4 separate regions of the Sus scrofa genome follow, and regions 1, 3 and 4 are each linked to region 2. The links are chromatin contacts, called in public HiChIP or PLAC-seq and promoter capture Hi-C maps. All regions are on one chromosome and are shown on one strand. The core of a region is the stretch at or near the end of the contact, and the rest is flanking DNA. Distances in the headings are between cores, read along the strand shown.

What was found. Promoter capture Hi-C pulls out the DNA fragments that hold promoters and counts their contacts. HiChIP or PLAC-seq counts read pairs in DNA pulled down with a chosen protein or histone mark.
Region 1: an H3K27ac HiChIP or PLAC-seq map of alveolar macrophages shows a contact between it and region 2. The contact joins the enhancer-like site here to the promoter of F3 in region 2. A contact is called at or near these places in 3 of 5 promoter capture datasets (fetal liver, fetal skeletal muscle and liver), 9 of 47 Hi-C or Micro-C datasets (adipocytes, blood, brain and 6 more) and 2 of 2 datasets of contacts at active chromatin or transcription factors (alveolar macrophages and skeletal muscle).
Region 3: a promoter capture Hi-C map of fetal skeletal muscle shows a contact between it and region 2, with 4 times the contacts expected there. The contact joins the promoter of SLC44A3 here to the promoter of F3 in region 2. A contact is called at or near these places in 3 of 5 promoter capture datasets (fetal liver, fetal skeletal muscle and liver), 9 of 47 Hi-C or Micro-C datasets (adipocytes, blood, brain and 6 more) and 1 of 2 datasets of contacts at active chromatin or transcription factors (alveolar macrophages).
Region 4: an H3K27ac HiChIP or PLAC-seq map of alveolar macrophages shows a contact between it and region 2. The contact joins the enhancer-like site here to the promoter of F3 in region 2. A contact is called at or near these places in 3 of 5 promoter capture datasets (fetal skeletal muscle, liver and skeletal muscle), 7 of 47 Hi-C or Micro-C datasets (embryonic fibroblasts, fetal heart ventricle, liver and 4 more) and 2 of 2 datasets of contacts at active chromatin or transcription factors (alveolar macrophages and skeletal muscle).

The regions. Positions count from the first base shown.
Region 1 is chr4:122,644,075-122,647,232 of Sscrofa11.1, reverse strand. No RefSeq gene overlaps it. Among named protein-coding and RNA genes, the nearest start is that of SLC44A3, 24 kb to the right of the region's middle. Within about 2 kb of position 1,547, at least 5 of the 83 cell types and tissues checked have an H3K27ac peak or open chromatin away from gene starts, as enhancers often do. A contact at or near this core is called in alveolar macrophages, where this site is marked.
Region 2 is chr4:122,825,179-122,828,642 of Sscrofa11.1, reverse strand. It overlaps F3 (coagulation factor III, tissue factor), which reads right to left and starts at 1,625. Exons shown (of 8, transcript NM_213785.1): 1 at 1,407-1,625; 2 at 281-392. The coding sequence starts at 1,506.
Region 3 is chr4:122,620,364-122,623,617 of Sscrofa11.1, reverse strand. It overlaps SLC44A3 (choline transporter-like protein 3), which reads left to right and starts at 1,971. Exons shown (of 15, transcript XM_021090183.1): 1 at 1,971-2,265; 2 at 2,717-2,824. The coding sequence starts at 2,239.
Region 4 is chr4:122,668,642-122,671,677 of Sscrofa11.1, reverse strand. No RefSeq gene overlaps it. Among named protein-coding and RNA genes, the nearest start is that of SLC44A3, 49 kb to the right of the region's middle. Within about 2 kb of position 1,732, at least 21 of the 83 cell types and tissues checked have an H3K27ac peak or open chromatin away from gene starts, as enhancers often do. A contact at or near this core is called in alveolar macrophages, where this site is marked.

The DNA.
Region 1 (3,158 bases), core at 298-2,797, 180 kb after region 2:
ATCTCTCAAATTTCCCCGGTGTTCACCCTATAATTTTAGGGACTCCAAAAATTTGGAAATCCATATTCTAGCCAATTTTTGTGTTGTTGTTTAGCCATTTTTATCCTTTATGAATCAGTGCTGGCTGTGTCTGAGTCGATAACCAGACTTCTAAAACTGGGGAGAATTACACCAAAAAAGAAAAATAAGTGTCACCAGAGTTCCCTGGTGGCTCAGCAGGTTAAGGATCCTGCATTGTCATTGCAGTGGCTCAGGTCGCCACTGTGATGCAGGTTCAATCCTTGGCCTGATAATTCCATATACTGTGGGTGTGGCCAAAAATAAATAAATAAACTTCAGGAGCTCCCGTTGTGGCACAGCGGAAACGAACCTGACTAGTATCCATGAGGACGCGGGTTTGATCCTTGGCCTTTCTCAGTGGGTTAAGGATCCAGCCTTGCCATGAGCTGTCATGTAGGTCGCAGACATGGCTCAGATCCCACGTTGCTGTGGCTGTGGCATAGGCTGGCGGCTACAGCTCTGATTTGACCCCTAGCCTAGGAACCTCCATGTGCCATGGGTAAGGCCCTAAAAAATTTTTTTAAATAAATACATAAGTAGACTTCATGAAATGGTTCCCTCCCTCTTCCCTGGGCCGTCTATTCATGGTGTCCCAGTTGCTTCACTGTATGGGCCTCAAATAGCCTCTCTGGATGCCACCTCCCACCTGAGGGCGGGCAGGGGAGCCCGCAGAGCCCTGCCATGCCTGTTCCTAGTTCACACTTTGTGTTTTCATGAGACAATAATAGAGAGATGCTTCCTCTCCCCAGCTTGGTACATCTAAGCAATGAGTCACTCTACAGAAAATAGAAGGAATTCCCAAAACCATGTATGTGTATCCTCTGGGTTTTTTTTTTTTTTAAATTCAATGAGGTGTCACATATCACAGGATAATGTGTACAAATTGTGTAAAAAACAATTTGTAAGCCTTCCAAAGAAGGACCTGGAGTGACTATCTGCCATAGGCGTCATCTTTCCAGTTATTACTCATGGCGCTGAGCGTGCCTTGCATCCTTTCTAAAAATAGATCTTTCCATGAAAAAGCACACCGAGTTGCTGCTGTAGGAGGAGAAATTACAAAAGAAATTATCTTTGTCCTCCAGGAGGTTAAATTACGTTCTGAATGGAATCCACCCAACAGACAACAAAACAAGGGGGGGGGTGGAAACTCTCAGGATTTTTTTTTTTTCCTTTTCCTCCAGTTTACATTTCTGAAATACCTCTTCCTATTACATAAAACCATATTCTCAAAACAATTATGTCTATTGTTGAATGTCCCCAGCTTGTAGAAGGCGGTGACAGTAAATTCAAGCTGCGGGAATGAAAAGAAAGCCGAGAGAGAGAGAGAGAGAGAGAGAGAGAGATCATATAATTCAAAGAATAAGCAGCCAATTCTAAAACTTCTTTTTTTTGCTATCATTTCTGCCCCAGGTTCTGCATTGAGGCAGTGTGGTGTTGCAAAAGAGCCTCGTCTATAATTAGCAAGATCCACAGAATTGCAAAGATCTGTGTGGGAACAGGCGCTCCATCACTTACCAACGGATCTTGCGCAAGATACTTCCTCCCTAGTGTCTCAATCCCTGCATCTGCAAAGTGGAGAAGAGTACCTCCCATACCAGGACCTTTGCACCTGGCACACAACAAGCACCGTGGAAAACCATCCAGTCGGATCCCTTCTCCTAGGTTTCCACGGGCTTTTGAGGAAGGAGTGGTGGGGAACAGTAAGAAGAAAAATGAAGAGTAGGAAATGAAAGGGCACCAACAGGAGGAAGTTTTGCCTGGTGACCTGCCTGACACGGAGGCCCTTCAAGTGCCGCCGCATTGGATGCCACATCTTTCCATCTTTGTGACACTGAGATCAAGCACCAGTCGTTTTTTCCACTCAATATGTTTGATGAGTCACAGGCTCTCATTTTTCACAGGTGAGCTGCAATACCAAAATGATGAGGGTGCCGTGGGCAAAGGCAAAAGGAAACCCACAACTCACTGTGTTGTGTAACTTAGGACTGCTGCTCTGTCTAGGAGCACCAAAAGTGCATCTGTCATTCTTTTTTAAAAAATCTCTTATACATGAATTTAGGTAAAACATAAAATATTTATGATGGGGAGTTCCCTTCGTGGCTCAGTGATTAACTATCCCCACTAGGAACCATGAGGTTGCAGGTTCAATCCCTGACTTTGCTCAGTGGGTTAAGGATCCAGCATTGCAGGAGCTGTGGTGTAGGCTGCAGATGTGGCTTGGATCCTGCATTGCTCTGGCTATGGCATAGGCCACCAGATGCAGCTCCAATTCAACCCTAGCTTGGGAACTTCCATATGCCATGGGTGTGGCCCTAAAAGGCAAAAAAAAAAAATTATAAATATATATATATACACATACATATACACACACATATATATTTGATGCATAAATAGGTTAAAATTGCATATCACAGGAATTAGAAGAGCATATGGACAAATAAAAACACATTTTTATTTTGGGCTAAAATGATATGCAGTATTTGTGTTAGATTTCCATTATTGAAAGTTTCTGGAATAAAAACGACATTACCCATGCATATCTCTTAGCACAGTCAATCTCATTCTTTTCCTTTGCTTTCTTTCTTTCTCTCTCTCTCTAAATGCCAAAACCTGAAATCACCAGGTGACAGGTAAAGCCTTCAGCAGCCCTACCTACCTGGAATGTTCCTCACAACTAGTGCAGTGCTGCATGGTTATCCTTAAGAGATCATTTCTGGAGCTCCCGTTGTGGCTCAGCAGTAATGAACCCAACTAGTATCCATGAGAATGTAGGTTCGATCCCTGGCCTCGCTCAGTGGGTTAAAGATCTGGCGTTGCTGTGAGCTGTGGCATAGGCCACAGTTGTGGCTTGGATCCAGGGGTGCTGTGGCTGTGGTGTAGACTGGTAGCTACAGCTCCCATTTGACCCCTAGCCTGGGAACTTCCTATGCCCAGGGTACTGCCCTGAAAAAAAAAAAAAAGCTAGAAACAATTTCCTAGGAATTGTGGCTCGCTTCCAGCACAATTACTTAACCAGAGACTCGAGGAAATTCAAGAGGGAAATTCAGCAAAGCACATGGTTTTTCAATCTTAAAGGCAGATTTTTAGGAATAGCAGTC
Region 2 (3,464 bases), core at 376-2,875:
TGCCACTGGGACCTGCTCAAGAAGGTTCATTCTCCACAGCTTACGTGCTGCTTAGGAAGTGCCCCACAATCTCCAGAAACTGACAAAGTTCTATGAGTTTAAGGTCTGGAAATGTCACAGGCTTGACAGAGTATGGCTCTGGACAGCAAATTTCCATGAATGCCTTCATCATCATGGCTAAATCATCCATTAATCAGCTTTAAAGACAACCATATTGAGCACAGCAAAGTGGAAACAGTTTTTTTTGGGTTTTTTTTTTTTTTTTTGGTACCTAGCTTACCTTATCTGAACAGTGTAGACATAATTAATGGGTTTGGGTTCCCACTCCAAAATGGTCTTGAAATTAGTTGACTTCCAAGTTAAGTTATATGCTACAATTACATCTGTAGTGCCTTTAAACAACAGAGAAACAGCTATTCAGTTTACATGAATGTCTCAGCACACGATTTTGGGTCGATAGCAGAAAACATCGTCCTACACCCGACATCACAAACCTCCTTAATTATTTCCCAACCACAAAAGCTTTAACTGAATTACCGTGAGACAAATCTGCATTTTTTTCCGAAACCCAGAATTTCCCCTCAGCAAGAATGACCTGGTAATCTCAGGAAACACACAAGGATCTTGAAATCCTTGTTTGAAATTATTCACAGGGAAAATGCCCTGTGACAGTGACCTGGAAGCACAGCCCAGCAGTCCTCATTGGCCCAGGCTGCCCATGGCCCAGCTAGGGAAGGGCGACAGGGAAGGGCAGGTCTCCAGGATGAACTCATTAGGTTTTCGGTAAATTATGGTAACAGGCAAAGCCCATGTGTGTGAGGGAAATTAAGAATGCATACACTAAAGAAGCCAAAGCTTGACTTTTTTCACTTTTATCTAAAATGTGTCCATACTGAAACTTCCACGGACACCCAGGCAGAGTTGCTATGCCTGTCCCATGAAATCGGTTAGGATGCTTTATTACTAAGGCCTGCTTGGCCAGTTCTCAGCGGGTCAGTCTCTGCCCTGCGCCCCAGCCCCTGCCCCCCCCAGACCAGGCTTAGAGGGCATGCATGATGTGGTGCCTGCTCCAATCCAAGCGACATTTTGCAACAGGATTGCCTCGAACCCCATGTAATACAGACGAACAAGCCCGAGGGCCGCTTTTTAGTACGGGCAGTGCATAGGTAATGAAGGATAATACTGAAACACTGCAGGTGCGGACCCCACGGCCCACAACCTTCACGGCGGCGGCTCCCTGGGAAGCTCCTTCCCTAAACTTAAAGCGAGAGCCTCAAACCCACTAGCAGAAGTGCCAGCGGGTCCTCGGGGGTCCTGGGGCAGCGGAGTGAGCCACTGCCAGGCAGGACTGTTCCCCCTCCTCCCAGTAGAGCGCCCCAGGGCTTCAAGGGGCGGGTGCCACTCACCTGTGGCTCCAGCCACCTGGACGAGGACCCAGCCAAGCAGGAGCGCGCGAGCAACGGCGGCCTTGGGACAGGACACCGGGGGTCCGGTGGGGGTCGCCATGTCCAAGAGTTGGCCGCGAGGTCGGGAGGATTCCACGGCGCCCGGGAGGCTGGGGTGGTGGGCTGGCGGCGCCTGGGGTCTCCGGTTGGAGCGGGAGGGGCGCGGTGAGCCCTGCGTCTGCGGGAGCCCGGGCCCCGCGCGCTTTAAAGAGCCGCGCGCACGCCCCCGCCGCTCCTCCCGCCGCCCCGCCCCCAGCCCGGCTCCCGACGCCCGGTGGGCGGGCCCCGGCGAGGCCCCGCCCTGGTCCCGCCCCCTCCCGTAGGAAACTCCAAGAGCCTGCAAGGGCTGATTCACCCGTGATTCAACCCGCCGCCGAGCGCTGGTTCCCTTCGGCGGCTCCAGGTGCTGAGCGGAACCGGGCCCCCAGCCGTCCAGCCCCCGGGGCACCCAGGCCTGGGTGGGCGGCAGGTCTGTGGGGAAGAAGGGGGCGGTGGAAAAGAGTCCTCGAGGTGGAGGGAAGCCGTCCCCGCTTCGGTTTGGCGGTGCGGTGTCTGGGCGGGCGGGGGCGCAGCACTTACCGACTTTAGTAAGAAAGTACCCGCTCCGGGCTGGGTTCGGGCAACGCGGAACAGTTCCCGGCGCTTTGCCTACGTGGGGCTCAGCCTTGGAATCGACAGCCAAGTAAGAGCGTGCAGAGAAGCAGAGCCTTCTCCCAGCTGCGGGTTCATCTTCTACCCCGAAGGCGACAATACCCGGGCTGCCTACCTCCCGGGGCCCTTAGCGTAGGTCTCTGCAGGTGTTTTACAGGTTCCAAGGTCACCCAACCCAGGCCCGGCCCAGCCCATCTTGGGTTAGTGATCGAAGAAGAGCTGCCCCCAGATCTGGCAGTGTGCCTCTGGGAGAATCCCAGCGTGACATCTGCCGCCCTGTGGTTTCAGAAAGGATTGTTCTCACGTTGAAGACGTTTTGGGGGGTTGAGTTAGTTCCGCTCAAATATAAAGAAACCAAAAATGAAATTAAAAAATAAAATCAGACTTCAGCGTTGGTTCTTCGGAATTTTCTGGCTTCCTCTTCTGGGCTTTGCTGTAAAGTTGTCGGGAGAATAAAAGAATAAAGCTCTTTTGTTTTACTGAATAGCGTAGTACCTGGTTTTGTCAAAGTCCTTCCCATTATTCTTTACTCTGTAGTTGTCTCCAAGGCAGACTGGGGAGTTTTTAGGGAGGAGTGGAGTCTCCTATTTTTTCCCCTTGGGAAATGAGCCTTGCATTTTAGTGCCTGCTCTCTGCATGTTTCCATATAGCCTCCTGAGCCATAGCATTACACTCATTTTAAAAGAAATAATACTTTTTGAAATTTAATTTCCCCCCTTTGCTTGAACTGAAATAGCACATCCAGGTTTAGCTCTGGGAGTCTTTCTTTCCTGGAAGCTGAAAGCTGTGCTTGCTGGTTTCCTCTTTGAGCCCTCTTCCGATTCTAAACCCCACAAAGTTTATATTTGCAAAACTACGCCATGCAATCCTCTTTTTTTGCAGTCTCTGGCCCGAGTCATTTTCCTTAACAGATCTCAGCCCTGTCTGGGTGGTGATTGTAATCAGGAGTTGAAGATAGCTGGGAGAAAATGTTACACCTGGATCAAGTGCCTTGCAAGACCCAAGGAAGTGTTGCTCTGTCTGCGGACTACATTTTTCCATCTGCAGCCACTGACCTGAAATTATTAAGGGCTTTAAGCAATGTCAGAATCACCAACTTGATACAAATACATTTAACATTTAACATTATATTGTGACAAAAAGGTGTTGCTAAAGTACACAAACATTCATTTTGCGTATTCACTAAAGTTACCAGGCAGGGAAGACAGGAGTTTGTTGGGTGGTGGCATAGGCTGGAGTAAATATAGAATGACATTCTTCAAGATTTGAAAAATGCTAAAACATGTTACCATTTTCAAAAAGAAGAGGAAGAAAACCAGCTGTGGTAAATAACACGGTAAGGTTTTTTTCTGCTTGAGCAGACTGTAG
Region 3 (3,254 bases), core at 722-3,221, 210 kb after region 2:
CGGACCTGTGGTTCTGACGAGGAGCCATTATTCTGATGAGAATTAGTTGGGTAGTCAGTCTATTGTTCTAATAAGTGGGTTTTTAGGAAATTCCCAAACAATAGATATTTGAAAAAAAATAGATATATATTTGAAATATGTATATGGCTTGAGACCTGCCCTTTCAATCTGAAGTTTATTTCCCTCTTTCAACCTTGAATTTTATCTCCATTATGCCTTCAAATATTTCCTCCTCTCCATTTTTATATCATGCTCTTTCTGTTCTAGTTCTTTTCTCGATATTGTCTTTGTCTTTTTTTTTTTGTCATTGTTGTTGTTGTTGCTATTTTTGGCGCTCCGCGCATATGAGGTTCCAGGCTAGGGGTTGAATCGGAACTGTAGCTGCCAGCCTACGCCAGAGCACAGCACACGGATCCGAGCCGCGTCTGCACCTACACCACAGCTCACGCACGCCGGATCGTTAACCACTGAGCAGGCAGGACCGACCCAACCTCATGTTCCTAGTCGATTCGTTACCACTGCGCCACGCCGGGAACTCCTTTTCTCGATATTAATTAGGAAATGTTAAAAATAAGCCACCTTGTTTTAACTTTTCCTGCTGCCTCTGGAGAGTTGCTGAAACTACTCTTTCCAATCACTGATTCCTCTTCAGCTGCATCTATTCTACTCTATATCCCATGTTATTAATAACTGGCATGGATACATATTCATCCCACTACCAAAATTTTCACGTTAATCATTTCTATTCATTATAGTTTCATGATATTTTTCCTGATTCACATTGCTATTGTCAGTCCTCACCTTCTTAAATGTATTATTTCTCATGCTTACTTAAAAATCTTGCTTCATCCGTCCTAGTAATGCAGTTTCGGATGGTATATACATTGTTCAGTTGTTGTTTTATAGTAGCTGTACACGGAGGTCTAGTTATTTGGACTGTGAATTCATGTTCCCTTGGAATTTCAGCTACTCTGATAAATAGGCAAGCAAAAGGCGGCGTGAGTTAGGGTGGGAGGGGACAATGAGGCCAGAATTGAAGTCTCAGGCACCAGAGAACCACTATCCGTCTCTCCCATCCTCTGACACTAAACCAGATCACTCCTCAGCCAGGTTCCTACCCTCAGGGCCAAGCAGGGCTGAAAACGGTAACGCAGCAGCCCTGGGACTGTGGATGCGGAGGAATAGCGACTGAAACGGGCCCAGCTTCAGATGTTTTCTCACCCAAACAGTACTTTTGTGCTGGTCGGCTATTACCCGGAGGATCCCCCCTCCATAAGTGGCTTCGTTGGTTGCTACCATTTCAGTAGCGAAAGGTGGCACGATTGTCCCAGGCCAACGTGGGAGAGAGGCGAGAGCAGAACCTGAAATTCTTTCATCTCCTCTACCTCGTCTTCTGCCGCCACCCCCCGCCTACACGCCCACAGATTTAGGCAGTCCTCAGCCTCCCCGGGGTTTTTTACTCTCGTTTTACCGCCTGGAACCCGCGGTTCCTCCAGCTGCTCTAGTTTCTCCAGGCCAGGCGTGGTGGGAGAGCCCCAGCCCCAGGCCCGCCCTCCTGGTGGAAAGAAAGCTTGCGGAGAACCACCTTGACAGCACCTCGAGTGTCGGGGTTCAATCCCTAGCTCTACACTTTGCTGGCTGCGTGTCCCCGAGCAAGTTACATCGCTGCTTCCATGCCTCAGTTTCCCTCGTCTGTAGACTGGGGATAATGGTAGTTTCTTGCCTTTTGGATTGGTTAAGACTGCTTGTAAAGCAGCTCGAACAGAATCCGGCGGGGTAAGGGCACTCACCTGTTGGCCATATGGGTATAATTCAGCACTCCACCGTCGTCCGCCCTCTGGAAGGGTTTGCAGAGACTTTATGCTTCCTGCTCCCTGCGGGGGCCGCCTCCTAATAAGGCCGAAGCGAGGAGCGCCCCGGGGGTCGTGGCAGGACCAGCGGGAACCCAGGTATCCCGGGAGCGGCACCGCGCGCTGTTTTGAGGCTGGCGGACGGGCAGGTGCCTCTCGTTCCGAGCCGGTTGAGACTTGCGCCGACTGCCCGAGAACCGCGCGGCAGGGGTGCGCGCGGAAGCCGGGGCCCGCCGGGGACGGCGCCCGGGGCGAAGTCCGTGGCGCTCGGAGGCGGCCGCGGGGCGGCGCTGCGCCCCTTCCCGCCGCTCGGCCGCGGGGCCCGGGGCTGGCCTGCCGCAGGCGGTGCGTGGGCTCCCAGTGCGCGGCCCCCGCCGCCGGGCGCAGGATGCAGTGTCTCGGCGCCGAGCACCTGGTAAGGCCCGCACCTGGCCGGGGAGGCGGGGGGAGGGCAGGGAGGCTCGGGCCCTGCACGCACCTGCCCCGCCGGGACGCTTCCGCCTCCTGGATCTCCGAGGCCCAAGACCCCCCCGGCCCGCGTGCCGGAGGCACCTGGCGGGGAGAACTTCGGACCCCCATTCGGGTGCTGGGGCGGAGGCGCGGGAGAGACTGGCCGCCCAGCACCAACCGGGGGGCCGCCTCCAGGTGCACCTCCAGGTAAGGACCTGGCGCCTGGGGACTTCCCCTCGCTCTGCACACAAGGCAGGTGTCCAAAGGCTCCATGAAAACTTGTGGCCACTTTACAAAAAAAAAAAAAAAAAAAAAAGGTTACTTTGAGCAGTCTTCGAGGAAGTTTGGGTTCATTTTCCAGGGTGGGATTCATATGGCTATTCATCCTCTTTCAACGCTCTTGTTTTTTCTGGAAGGTTTCCTCTGAGAGGAGCCCCAGGCCAAGAGCATGGCGACCTCAGATTTACAGGAAATGCACAGATACGGCCTGGTTGTTCCTGTTCTTTCTCTTTTGGACTGGTTTGGTAAGTGTGGGTGCCTGGCAGGGAAGAGGTCAGAGTGTGTGTGTCCGGATATAACTGTCCCAAATGTAAATCGTGTCCCCAGGGCCCTTCCTGGGGAGGGGGCTCCGGGTGGTACCAGGTTAAAGTTTGTGCTGCAGTGAGAGACCTCTGCCAGGGCTGAAGAGTAAACAGCAGTTCTGGGAAATTCCTGTTAGGTCTCTCTGAACCTTCTAGACTCTAAATCGGATCGGCTGGCTTCTTGCCGCAGGCCGCGTTCGAAGGCAAGACTCCCTTAGGAAATGAGAATCACTGCTTGCGATGGGATTGCTACCCACTAGGCCAATGTGTGGTCTCTCTTCCCAGCTCACCGAGGGGGCAGTTCTTTCACCATCTCATCTCAGCCCCTTCAAACAAACAAATAAAAACAACAAACTCCTCTAACAAGGAAATC
Region 4 (3,036 bases), core at 483-2,982, 160 kb after region 2:
GCCTTTGGAATGGATTAGCAATGAGATCCTGCTGTGTAGCACTGGGAACTATGTCTAGTCACTTATGATGGAGCATGATGATGTGGGAAATAGAATGTGTACATGTATGTGTAACTGGGTCACCATGCTGAACAGTAGAAAACAAAATTTGCATTGGGGAAATAAAATAAATAAAACAAAAAAAAAAGTTTTTAAAAAATAAAATATTTTAGACAACCTACATATCTTTACAACTAGCAATCTCGCTATTGAAACCCCCCTGGTAGCACACATTATACTAATTAAAAAACCACTGCTTTCATCTATGGAAAGCTATTTCTATGCCAAGTGGCAAAGCCTTTGCTGTCCATCAGGGATAAAGAATATGGAAGCTCTTATAGTGGCTGATTCTGAAATACAGGTTTCCTCATTGGAATGCTGACTTTCTACCCTAGGGTGTGAATTCCTAATTAGGGCAAAGGACTATACCTAGAGTGTGATGTCACCCACATGCATGAGGGCACACTGCCCGTGGGGGAAGATGTTAAAGAATCCTGCAGGCATTACAACACCCCAGGTGGCTCTTTTTTCTCAAGTTCATGCCTACATCCCCTCCCCGCAAGTCTCTTAGTTTTCATTCATTTCGGAGGAACCAAATCCACCCAAACGCAGAGATGGGTTTCTTTTCTGTTTCTCCCTCCAGAAAGAGCAGCAGGTACCCTGTTTGGGCTCTTAGGTCAGCTAAAGGCAAGCCCATTTCCCAAGGAAGGCCAGGGACCCTTGAAGGCAGTTTGGTCCAAACCTATACTCAAGAAGGACACACACTGTATTTCTTTACTGCCTCATTACTTGCAATTAAAGTCAGTGATGCTCATTTTGGGGGCAAACAGGATGGATCCTTGGGAGCCAACCAGATTAAGGCCGGGGCTGTGTTCCTCCTTAGCAGCTGTCTTCTGGTTTTCACAGGAGACACTGAAAAATTCCCACCAAGTATCTAGGATTTCCTCACTCTCCATCTGGGGTGGGTAGGAAATGTCCAGTGTTCCCAGGGGCATGGATCAGCTGAGGCTCCTCGAGCCATATGGCTGCATGACATGACGAGTTGTAAAAATATGTGGATGGTCCACAATATTTTAGAACAGCTCCCTGCGCTTGCTGGAAAAGCGTATTAAAAAAGGAGCCAGTCTCATAGCTCTTAGCACTTTGCTAAGGAAAATGCAGAGGACAAAAATCTGCCCTGGGCAACGGCAGGGGCTGTGAGGAGTAACCCCGAGAGAGAGCCTCAACTCCAGCTCTATTTCGTGGTCTTGGACCTGCTCCTTACCTTTTCCTGGCCCCTTCATCTCATCTATAAAACAAAGGTCCTCAAGCTCCTTCCTGGCTGGATATGCCAATTCTGGCCACGTGGGCTGTTACTTCTGGACACACCTGGCAGTGCCCCCTTCCTAAGTGCTCCCATTATTACTCCCTCCTTCTTTTCCCTCCATCTCCTTCTCTCTTCCCTTATCCCTCTGCCTCTTTCTTTTTTTCTTTCCACATATGAAGGGTACCCACTCTGACCTCAGAATAGCTGCTGTCCTCCAGGAGCTCACCAGCTGGTGGAGGACACATCAATAATAATTCCTATTATGTTAATGAGAATAAACACTAACGGGCACTGGCATTTGCCGAGCTTGCACCATCTGCCAGACCGTGCTAAGTGCCGGCCCAGGCATCAGGCCTTTCATTGCATTCTCACAGCACCCCTCTGTGGAAGGAACTGTTATCTTCCTCTGCATTTCAGAGGAGTCAAAGGAAGTCAGGTCTCACAGCTTGCGCTGGACTGGGCTTCTTTTTTCTTTTTTAATAATGATTTTTATTTTTTCCATTATAGCTCATTTACAGTGTTCTGTCAATTTTCCACTGTACAGCATGGTGACCCATTCACACATATATGTATACATTCTTTTTTCTTACATTTTCATGCTCCATCATAAGTGACTAGATATGGTTCCCAGGGCTGCACAGCAGGATCTCACTGCTCATCCATTCCAAAGGCAAGAGTTTGCATCCATTAACCCCTAATTCCCAATCCATCCCAGTCCCTCCCCCTTCCCCTTGGTAACCCCAAGTCTGTTCTCCAAGTCCATGATTTTCTTTTCTGTGGAAAGGTTCATTTGTGCCATATATTAGATTCCAGATATAAGTGATATCATATGGTATTTGTCTTTCTCTTTCTGCCTTACTTCACTTAGTGGAATTGGAGACCTTCATACTAAGTGACTGGGCTTTTTGAACAAATGAAAAAAATCACAGTGCAACACGCCAAGTACTCTCTGAGTGGGCCATACAAAAGCAGAAAATCTGATGAGAAAGAGAGGAAAAAGTTCTCTCCCTACATGAATCTGGAAAGATGGTACCTGAATGGCACCTGTGAAGAGGTGGCCTTGAAGAATGAGAGGGACTTGACCTGATGGAGGAGAATTTGATTGCCGGGTTAGGTGAACTCATCTCTTAAAAAATGATCAGGAAGAAATAAAAAAAATGTCACTGTCATCTAATAATATCACAATAATGGAAATTACTGGGGTTTTCTTTAGGCTATATATTAATGCAAATGTTGCATCATTTCCCCCCCAAAAAAATAATCACTTCCCAATTTCAATTCTTGCTTCATTTCCTCTTTATTCTAAGTAATGCTACCTATTTGTTGACAGGATGTGAGCCTTCTCTCTTAGCTTCCTGTCTGCCCTTCCCTCAGTTTCTAGTCCATATATTTGTTAATCACGGGGTTATTTTCCAGAGCTGCATGCCTGAGTGTACTTAGTTCTTAAGAAACGTTCTAGAACAGGTCAGGGAAAACCCCTTCACTTTCTAGGAACGTTATAGCTACGCTGGCTACATGAAGGCCTTACACGATCCATTCTTTTTCTTTTTCTTCTAGGGCCACACCTACAGCACATAGAGGTTCCCAGGCTAGGGGTTGAATTGGAGCTGCAGCTACCGGCCTACATCACAGCAACAGCAATGCAGGCCAAGCCGCATCTGCAACCTATGCCACAGCTCATGGCAACACTG